2 separate regions of the Athene noctua genome follow, and region 1 is linked to region 2. A link is a contact called in public Hi-C data. All regions are on one chromosome and are shown on one strand. The core of a region is the stretch at or near the end of the contact, and the rest is flanking DNA. Distances in the headings are between cores, read along the strand shown.

Region 1 (5,539 bases), core at 2,163-4,662, 150 kb after region 2:
CCCAGGAGTACCAGGGGGCTGGTCTGGCATGGGGGGTCCATTCCCCAGGGCAGGGTCCCTCTGTGCCTTTGTGTGGGGTGAGGAGGTGGCAGACCGTCACCCAGGATGGGCATCGGATGCACCCTGGCAAAGCAAAGCCCCGTTCACCCCCCACATGGGTTAGGCAGGGCTTAGTGGGGTCTATGTTGGTGTTTTCTGGGCGTGAGGGCTGGTCTGAGATGGCGTGTCTTGGAACAGGGACACCCTGGGGTGAGGACTGGGGTCCCGGGGGCAGCTCCATCACTTGGTGGTGGTGACTGGGGAGGCAGAGGTGGGTCTCCAGCCCTGGCGCTGGGCTCAGACACCTCCCCAGCCCTTCAGCACTTCTCTTTTCCTTCCAGAAACAAAGCCGTAGGTGCAGACAGTGTTGCCAAGAGCTCAGCCCTTGCCTTGATCAGCCACTCATGGCCACACAGGGCTGAGCCAGGGTTTGGCCAGACCCCACTGCTGCTCCACAGCCCTGGGCTCCCCAGCTCCTCCAGCTGCACCGGCAGTTGTGCCTGTCCTTGTCCTGTTCCCCCCCAGCTTTGTGCCACCTCTCTGCTTGCAGTAGCCAGCAACACCTCAATAAATGCCTTGGAGAAGGGTCTGTGTCCAGGCAAGTCACCCCTTGATCTGCAAGGCCGGCGCTGCCTCCACCTCTGGACTGCTGGTGCCCCGGCACTGCGCTCCTGGCCTGGGGGTGCAGAGGGGGACCACACAGCCCCCTCCACACGGCTCCATCATCCTCTCCCCCACCCATGAGGTTGTGGCAGTTCCCGGTTTACTCCCGGGTGCTGTAGTTAGTGTGAGTCTGCCCAGTGAGTGAGAGAAAGCCCCAGGCGCCCACCACAGTTTGGGGAAAAGCACTGTGCCTGGTGCTGTGGGGCCGCATGGGATTGGGGGGCACTGGGGACTCGCTCAGGATGAGCCCTTCAGGCTAAACAAGCCAGGACATCCCTCAGGGACCCCGGAGGAAGAAACTTTGGTCCTGCAGTAGTCCTGCTGGTCCCCAGGGCCTCTGAGGCAGTGAAACACCCCACTCCCCTTTCCTGGCTCTGCAGACCACATTCCCCAAGGGGCTGCTGCCTGGGCCAGGGCCCTGCCTGCACAGCCAGCACCCCACTGCAGGGCCAGGCAGGTGACACCCCTCACATGCTCTGAGCACGCTGCAGGGGCTGTAGGGGCTTGGACCAGGGTTGCAACCAGGGTAGAGGAACTGCAGCGTTAACCCTGGGCCTGCAGCCCCTTGCAGGACCCCTCTCGCCTGCACGTCCAGCCTGGCTGAGTCTGTCCTGCCACTCACTTGGGCCAGGACTGGGCTGTTTTGGGCAAGTGGTGCCAATTCCCCGGTGCAGGCTGGGTGGTGGGAGGGGACGGAGGGCAGCCCCCAGCAGCAGGCTGGTACAGTGCTCTGGCCACCCCACAGCGCCTGGGGCAGGGAACAGCCCTCTGCCCCCAGCGCCGGCGTTTTGCAATCTTAGCGGAAACTGGTAACACATGTTGTTTATCAGGGACTTATGTAAGGGACCGCCACGTGACCCGCCTGAAGCCTGCCCCCGTCTCCGCTGCCCATGTGCGGGGAAGTCGTGTCTGGCTGCACTCACAGAACCCCTGGGCCACCCAGTTGAGCCTGGCAGAGTCGGAGTGTTATGGATCCAGCTGACTTTCTGCCCTGCACCCACCCACACCCCAGAGGTGGCTGAGCAGTGGTGGAGCCATGGCAAGACGATGGGAGGCAAAGGGAGAGCCCTGCCCTCCTGCCTCGGGGAGCTGGGCTGGTGCCAAGGACCCCCCTGAGCCCCACACGCCACCTCAGCCCTGCCAATGTTTATCTGGCATGAACGCATTTCTGGGGTGCAAATGCCTGGGTTGTGCCTAAGAGTCTGTGTCAAGGCACCCAGGTAGCTCCATCCTGCCGGTGCCCCCAGCCCCAGCAGTGGGCTCAGCCTGCCCCCTACGCTGTTGCCAGTGCCTCCGTGTGCCCCTGCGTGCCCCCATGCTCCTGAGCTTGCCACCCAGCTCCTTGGGCTGGCCCCCTGCTTTGCCACCCCCAGGAGAGCTGAGAGAGCGGGCACCTCCTGGGCACCCCCTCCTGCTGCTGGGCAGGGCAGGGAGACAGACACCCGGGGAACAGGGTGGCTTTGTGTTCCTGCCCCAGCGCAGAACCACAGAGACACCCATGGGTGCCCCGATGCCTGATGGAGCGAGCTCCTCCTGGCACCCTGCACGCCGAGGGTGGGCTCAGACAGAGGTGGAGCCCCTAGCCCAGCATGCAGGGGGGCCCCAGCCAGGCTCTCATGATGCTCAGTCCTGCCCAGCTCAGCTTTTGTTTTGTTTTAATAAATCCGCAGAGCTGATGCCGGCCCGGCCCCCGGCGCGTGGTGTGCAGGGCCAGGCCGGGCTCGCAGCTGGGCGCGGGGAAGGGAATGTGCTGGGCTGGGCGGCAGGGTGGGCTGCCAGAGGGAAAAACCAGCTGTTGTGAAAACACGCTCCTTATGTAAAGCAGAGCTGCTGAGCTGCCCTGCTCAAAGCGTGCCAGACCCATGGGTGCTGCTGTGTTGATCCCCAGCCCTCACCCTGTGGGTGCTCAGGGTGTCCCCACATTAAGGAGGGCAGCTCAGCGCTCACTGCTGACCCTAGACCAAGGGGGAAGATGTTTCCCAGCTCCTCTTGGCCAAGAGTGCAGAGTGACACGTGGGGGATGAGGCGCTGGGGGTCTGTCTGGCTGCGTGCTGGTCCCCAGGGGCTGGGCACTGGGGCTGCCTGAGGCTGGAGCCTGGCTTCCCCCCAACACCCCCAGCTCACCATCGAGGTGCACCGGAGCTGTGCCTGGGTGGGCACACCCGGGGCCAGTCGAGATGCTTCCTTGGGTGATGCAGGGACTCAGGTCAAGGCAAGGCGGGGGGTCCTGCAGGAGCACCCAAAGGTGCCCACAAGTCCCATGGGTTGGATCAGGACCTGGCAGGCACTTGGCATTTCCTCCACATCACTCGAGCCCCTCTCTGTGTCTGAGTGAGGCCATCCTGCAAGGATGGGGCAGTCAGCAAGCCCTGGCCCCCAGTCCCGGCCCCCTGCCCGTGCCTGTGGGCAGCCCCAGCTGCCCGCGCTGGCCCCCTGCTCTGCGGCGCTGGGGGCAGGGACAGCCGTTGTGCTGGCTGCAAGCCGTATTTTTGCTGCGGAGCAGTTTGGCACCCCAAAGCAAACATGTCATATCAACAGGAGGGAAACATTTGCAGGTTCCCCTGCCTGCCCTTTGGCTTCGGCACTCGCCCCTGCTCTTGCTTGCATAACGGCACGGGGAGGGGGGGGAGGCAGGGCTGGCCCCCCTGGGGCCATTGCACAGCCTGCCCATAAATAGGGGCTTGCCTGACTTTCCGTCACTGCAGCACTCTGCCTGCTGCTCTCGCTCGGCTCGGCTCGGCTCGGCTCGGCTCGGCTCGGCTCGGCTCGGCTCGGCTCGGCTCGGCTCGGCGGCAGACATGCACGCCACGCTCTTCAGCATCCTGGGGCTGGCCCTGCTCGGGGCACTGCACGCACAGGACAGCTTTCCTGTGCAGACTGACTTCCAGCAGGACAAGGTGACCCAGCCTGGCCGGTATCCCCTGCATGGGGATTTGGGGTGTTTTGGGGGATCCTCACCGTGAAAATGTGAGCAGAGGTTGTTGCAGGTGGAACTGGGGCCAGGCTGGCTCCAGCGCTGGGAGGGGCAGGGTGGCCAGAGCACCCATCCCTGGGGAGCCCCTGGGGCATGGGTTTGGTGGCTCTGAGTCGGGATGCAGGATCCAGGCCCTGGACTGTGGGGCAGGACTGAGTAGGTGTGGGGCCAGGCCGTCTCCTGTGCTGTGCGGTGGGTGTAGATGCACAGGGGTTTTATTTGGAGAACCGAGAAAAGCAATCTAAGTTTGACAGGCAGCATGGAGATGGGCTGTAGACCCGCCTCCCCAACACGGACCCCATCCTCCCCAGCCCAAGGTCCTAAAAAACTAAGGGCTGCTGTGCTAGGGTGTCCCACACACCCCTCTGCCCTCCCACCCCAGGGTGCTGGCATGCTCAGGGTGCTGGCACTCCCCTCCCTCCCATGATGGGAAGGATGCAGAGCAGGACAGCCCCGGCCCAGCTGCACGCTGGGAGGCCGGGCCCCACAGCCCTGGGCTCCCACGGATCGGAGGCAGGGGCCACGCTGCCTGCTCCTCCGGGAGCCCCCAGAGGGGTCCTGGGGGACACAGCCACCCCAGGAAGGTGATGGGTATGGAGGCATGTCCTGCAACGGTGGGGGTCTGGCGTGTCCTGCAAAGGGTTGTCCCAGCACAGCCCGTCTCCAAGGCCAACAGCTCCCCCTTGGGTACACCAAGCTGGTAGCCCCAGGGACCAGGCTGGGATGACCCGTACTGGCCCCGGAGTCCTGACCCCTCCTTGTGCTCCCAGACGAATGGAAATGGCATCTCGGAGCCAGGCAGTCCTGTCACCCACTCCCCAGACTTGGTGTGAAGAGGAAAGAAGCACCCCAAGTGCTAGGCAGTGAAGGGCACATCGTAAACCACGTCTTGGTGGGTTTTGTGGACATTGAGAGCTGTAGCAGCTCCCTGGGGAACAAGGACCCCAGGGCACCACCCTGCTGTGGGACGCAGGCTGGCAGGGGAGGGGGACGTGGCCTGGACCGGGGCTGGTGGGTGGCCAAGGGGTGAGACAGGGTCTGCGCCTCGCTGGCAGCTGAGAGAAGTTTGCGTGCAGCTCACGGGAAGATGGTACAGCATCGGCCTGGCCTCCAACTCCAACTGGTTCAAGGAGAAGAAACACCTGATGAAGATGTGCACCACAGTCATCTCCGTCACTGCAGACGGGAACCTGGAAGTTACCTCCACCTACCCCAAGTATGGGCATGGGGAGGGGGGTCGGCGAGCAGGGGGTGCTCCCCCATGGTGCCCTGCCTGGGGTTATGTGTGGGCTGGAGCGTCCCCCACAGCCCCTCTGACGTCCTCACGCTCTGCTCCCCAGGGGTGACCTGTGCGAGAAGAGGAACAGCCTTTACACTAAGACGGAGCAGCCGGGGCGGTTCAGCTACACCAGCCCACGTGAGTCCCCAGCTCTCACCCCATCCTCCTGTGGGGCAGCCCCTGATGTGTCCTCAGCTCCCAGTCCAGCCCCGTTGTCACCTGCTCCTGCCCTTGCTGGAGCACCTCGGGGCTGAGCTGTGCCCTCCCCATCCCCCGCAGGCTGGGGCAGCAAGCACGACATCCGCGTGGTGGAGACCAACTACGACGAGTATGCCTTGGTGGCCACCCAGATCTCCAAGAGCACTGGCTCCTCCACCATGGTGCTGCTCTACAGTAAGTCTGCCCTGAGACCCCCGTGCTGCCTGTCCACCGTCACCCTGGGGCCCCCCGGGATGTCCTTGGTGGGGGATCTCTCCCATGGGAGCAGCACAGCGTCATCTCCCAAGCTGGGGTGAGCCATGGGATGGCTGGGTCAGGACCCCTTTGCTGGGCTGCCTGCACCCCGGGGCAGCATGACCCCTCGC
Region 2 (4,851 bases), core at 1,709-4,208:
TGGGGGCAGCGGGGGTCCGGGGGCAATGGGGTGGGCAGTAGGTCCCACAGGCAGGGCCTGACGGGAGCTCTGTGCTTCCTTCTCCGAGCAGAGGGCGCGGAGAGCAGTCCTGCCCCCCGAGGAGGGCTCGGCCGCGGGGCCCCTGCCCCCTTACATCGGCAATAAGGAAGGTATGTCCCAGGGGAGGGGGGCTGCCTCTGCCATCCCCTGCCCCGCATCCCCCTTTGCCTGTGACAGCCCATGCTGCACTCGCCCGCAGACTCATGCAGGCTGAGCCGGGACCCTGGACCCTGCAGCGGGATGCTTTCCCGCTTCTTCTACAACTCCTCCTCCATGGCTTGCGAAACCTTCCTCTACGGTGGCTGTCTGGGCAACGGCAACAACTTCTACTCGGAGAAGGAGTGCCTGCAGGCGTGCCGGACGGAGGGTGAGCGGGCGACCAGGAGACAGGGTGGTGGGGCAGCGGCACGGGAGGTCCCTTTGCTGAGGCATCGGAGGGAATCTGAGAGTGGCCTCGAACCCCACATGCCCAGCATCCATGTGGAGGTGTGGGGGACCTCACAGCAGCCCTCTGTCCCCACAGCTGCCTGCAGGCTGCCCATCACCCAGGGTCCCTGCCAGAACCTGGTGACGCGCTGGGCCTTTGATGCGGCTCAGGGCAAGTGCATCATGTTCAGCTACGGAGGCTGCAAGGGCAATGGGAACCAGTTCTACTCAGAGAAGGAGTGCAAGGAGTACTGCGGGGCTCCTCCACTGGCAGGTACCCCCACCCTGCCTGCACCCTGCCCGCTCCACACTGCCCTGTGCTGGGGGAGGCAGGGCAGCAGCCTGCACCATCTCCTGACCTGCTCTGGGCTGGGTCTGGGTGTACTGGGTCTGCCAGGGCTGGGACAAGGCTGCCCTGGATCTGGGATCGGTCTTGGGATGGGTCTGGGATAAACCTGGGATGGGTTTGTCATGAGTCCAGCATGGGTCTGGGATGGGTTGGGGCTGGTTTTGTGCTGTGCATGGGATGGGTCTCTCCTGGGTCAGGGACTCTGACAGCCTGAGGAATATGGTCATTAATCTACAGACAGTATCACACAGGGAGCCTGTATAGGCTGCAGATGTACTGAGGCCATGACTGAACTTCAAAACGGTCCTGATAAAAGGGGGAACAGCCCCAAGCAGGCTGGGGTTCAGCAGGGACCAGTGGAAGTGACAGCTCCCAGACAGGGGATGCCAGTGAGAGAAGAGTGGCTGTGAGGTTTGGGGGGGTGTAGGGACCCTGACACCAAATAAGAACCAAACCAGGGTCCCTGCTGGAGCTGTACCCTCTGTGTGATGCCTGCCAGGCCCTCCAGCTCTAGTCAGTGCAGGAGTTTCCATATTGAACCTCCTTGGGAGACGGAACAGGCACTGCTCAGCCGTCAAATGAATGGACAAGCAGGTTTTCAGGAGCGTGGCAGGGGAAATCTTCCCATGGAGAGGGGCAAGCTCAGGAGTCTTCAACCACAGGCAGCCCTGGGCAAGCCTGCTCCCAGCAGGGCAGGAAATGGGGGCTTAGCGTGCTCTCATGAATGGCAGATGGAGCCAGAATAACGCGGTTTAGGGTAAAGCCCATCTTTTATTATTCCTGTCACCAATATAAAGTGCATTAATGCCACCATGGCAATTGGTGGGATACGAAGTGACATCCCAGGACAGCATGGGCGTGCACAGAGGGTCTAGACCACTCCCCCCCCTCCCCCCACCCCCCACCCCCCGGCAGGGACAAGGTAGGAAGCAGCAACCATCAATGTCTGTCCGCGGGGTGAGGAGGGGGTCTTGTGGGTCTGTCTGTCACCCTGAGCATCTCTTCACTTGCAGAGGATGAGGAGTTTCTGCATCTGTCAAACTGATGCAGGTGGAGGACGAGCTGCCGGCACTCAGCACCAGGGCCCTGCAGGAGGGTGCCGGCAGCTGCCACAGCACAGGAGATGCCTCCAGGAGTAAATGTATCTAATGTGACCAACGAGCCCAGTGTCCATCCTTGAGCTGGTGGGGAGCAGGGTGGGGGGTCCAGGAGGGGCAGGGGGTGCTGTGGGGTCCTCACTGGCCTCCATGGTGCAGTGTCCCCTCCTTTGTGGATCTGCTGGGTGCTCACCGCTAAGTCTCTGCCCCTTTCTCAGCCTGCTGCTCTCTGCGCAACTGGAACACTGAGGGGCTCAGGGCATCCTGCTGTGTGGGGTTCAGCCCACCATTTCCCAGGGGATGGTGATGGGCAGCTGGGAAGGGGTCAGAAAGAGGGGGAATGGATGCCTGCTCCTCCCTGAAGGTGAATAACTAACTACTGCTGCATCACAGTCACAGTCCCGGCGGAGAGGCCCAGTCATGGGCTGGGATAGGGATCACTGTGAGGGAGAGGTTACATGGCATTTACAGCAAGGGATTATGGGGTGTCAGAGGGGACCCTGAGGGGTCACAGGAGGGAATTAGGGGGTTATGAAGGTCACAGAGGGAAAATGAAGTTGTCACAGGAGGGGATTACAGGGGCTATGGAGATTACAGGGGCTAGAGGGGTCCCAAGAGGGGATTAGAAGTGTTTTAGGTGAAGGGTGTCCCAGGGATGCTGGGTGGTCCCAGGAGGGGGTTGTGGGGGTCACAGGGCAGCTATGGAGTTCCAGAAGGGGGTGACAGGATTTATGGGGGTCACAAGCGGGCGGCTACGAAGCTCACAGGAGGGGATTGCGAGGGTCTTGGGAAAGCCTTGGGAGGGCTACGGGGGTCCCGGGAGGGGATGGCAGGGCTTCCAGGGCTCACACGAGGGGGCTGCGGCGGTCTCGGAAGGGTTCGCTCCCGCTTGGCCTCGGGGGTGGCGCCTACGGCGGGCCCGGCCCCGCGGGCCCAGGACAGGCGCGGGCCCCGCCGCCGGCCGCGCTCCGCGCCCTGCTGGCCCCTGCCGGCCGCCGTAGCCGCCGCCACGCGCGCCCCGTCCCCCGGCAGCGAGGCGGAAGAGGCAAGATGGCGGCGGCGGCGGCGGTGGGAGCCCTGTGCCGCCTCCGCTCCCCGAGCCCGGCCCTGAGCGGTGGCGCCCGGCGGGGCTGAGCCGCCGCACCGGCTCCACCGCCCCCTTCCCCCCCCCCGCGCCGCTCAGCCCCGGGCGATGCCCGGTTAGTGCCCCCTCCCTGGCACACCGGCGGGGCCCCGGCTGAGCCCCCTCCCCGCCGCGCCGGGCCGGGCCGGGCCCGCACACCTCCGCCCTGCCGAGCCCGGGAGGCCGCTCATGGCCGGACCAGCCCTGCCCCGGCCCTGACTTACCCGCGCCCGCCCTGAGCCGTGACCTCCCCCTATGCTCCCCCCGGGGCCACCCTGCCCCTGAGCCCCGGAGCAGCAGCCCTTTTCCTGGAGGTGGTGGCGCAGGTGTGGGACCAGAAAGATGTTCTCGGCCCTGAAGAAGCTGGTGGGCTCGGACCAGACTCCGGTCAGAGACAAGAATATCCCTGCGGGGCTGCAGTCCATGAACCAGGCTCTGCAGAGGAGGTTTGCCAAGGGAGTCCAGTATAACAGTGAGTCGGAGCCCAGCTTCGGGGGGTCTGGCGGGGGGCACAGCCAGCCCCGGGCGGGAGGCAGGCCGCATCGGTCAGTCCCATCCGCTGCCCCACAGCGTGCCCAGGGACCCTGGTGGGACTGTGAAACGCGTTTGCTTTCGTTGTGCGTGGTGGTGCTTTTGCCAGTATTCGCCCGAAGCCAAGTCTGCAGTTAAATGTTAGAGCTTGCACAAGCGTGGGAGGAGTGAGGGATGGGAAACTTTTATCTTTCTGTGCGGGACTTAGGAACCTGTAGTGCAGCAGTGTCCTCAATCAGCAGATGTCCTGAACGGCTGCCTGCTTTCCGCTGACTGTGGCACAAGAGAGAGTTCCTTGTAAATCAATTTTTGTCAGTTAAAGCATCAAGAGAGTAACTCCCCTGAGTGTGTGGGTGACCTTCCCTGCAGCCTAGGATAATGATATTTATAATTAACTCTAGTGGTTATATGATAAGGGACTATTGAAAAGCTCTGCCCTGCCAGGCTTTAATAAAAGGCGAGTGATGTATGCCTTTATGTGTCCTTAGTACATAATTTCATTCTGACTATCTTTTCTGCAACTTATAAATTTGCTCGTTTTTCAGGGAACGTTTTCACAATTTTTTTCCTTTCAGTGTTGAGGCTTAGGGTTGAGATTTTCCCTTGAATCTCAGTAAAGGTTATTTCTAATATAATCTTTCAGGAGGGCACTGCAAGCATGTAAAATACATCCCAAAGTAACAGTGGTGAGAGAGGGACGATAGTTATGTCATCTTTGCTGAAACTGAGATGGTACCAGAGAGCACTGTGAGTTTCAGCTCATCTGTGTGGATCCAGGCAGGCAGTGAAGTCAGATTGAAGAAGGCCGAGAGACTGGCAGTTGACAATGATTTGTAAACGTGGCACTGAATAATTTCTGGAAAGGCACACGTGTTGAATCTTAATCTGAAACAGAACATGAAGGAAGAGATAAGCACTTTGGGGTTTGGGCCTTTTTTTTGGCTTTGTTAGTGTTATCATTATTGACTGTGCTTTTGAACAGATATGTTTTAAAGCTCTCCGCTTTACTAGGGGGGGAGCATTTGGTGCCTTTATTCATAGCACATCTGTTAGATATGTCAGTAGTGCTTAATTTGGAAAATTAGTGTCTTGGCAAGCAGTCATGAATGTGAACAGAAGCACAGTGTTACTGTTAAGAGACTTGATTGCCAGCGAAAGACAGAGGGTGAGTATGAAACTTGGAATATGGCACTGCATCATTAAATACGTACCTGGAGATCTGCTAGTTAAAGACTATTGATCTGTGCAGCGGCTTCGTGCAGCCC

The links. A called contact is a pair of places that touch in the nucleus more often than the background predicts.
Region 1: a contact with region 2 is called in a Hi-C map of liver, with 3 times the contacts expected there. The contact joins the promoter of LOC141968641 here to the promoter of RABL6 in region 2. A contact is called at or near these places in 2 of 2 Hi-C or Micro-C datasets (heart and liver).

Annotation. Positions count from the first base shown.
Region 1 is chr20:12,925,286-12,930,824 of bAthNoc1.hap1.1, forward strand. It overlaps LOC141968641 (lipocalin-like), which reads left to right and starts at 3,413. Exons shown (of 7, transcript XM_074923560.1): 1 at 3,413-3,599; 2 at 4,753-4,892; 3 at 5,017-5,093; 4 at 5,235-5,348. The coding sequence starts at 3,501. It overlaps C8G (complement C8 gamma chain), which reads left to right. Exons shown (of 6, transcript XM_074923736.1): 6 at 381-629. The coding sequence ends at 394.
Region 2 is chr20:12,774,522-12,779,372 of bAthNoc1.hap1.1, forward strand. RABL6 (RAB, member RAS oncogene family like 6) reads left to right here and starts at 2,959. Exons shown (of 14, transcript XM_074923425.1): 1 at 2,959-3,527. The coding sequence starts at 3,398. It overlaps AMBP (alpha-1-microglobulin/bikunin precursor), which reads left to right. Exons shown (of 10, transcript XM_074923834.1): 7 at 92-170; 8 at 260-427; 9 at 584-760; 10 at 1,849-1,989. The coding sequence ends at 1,880.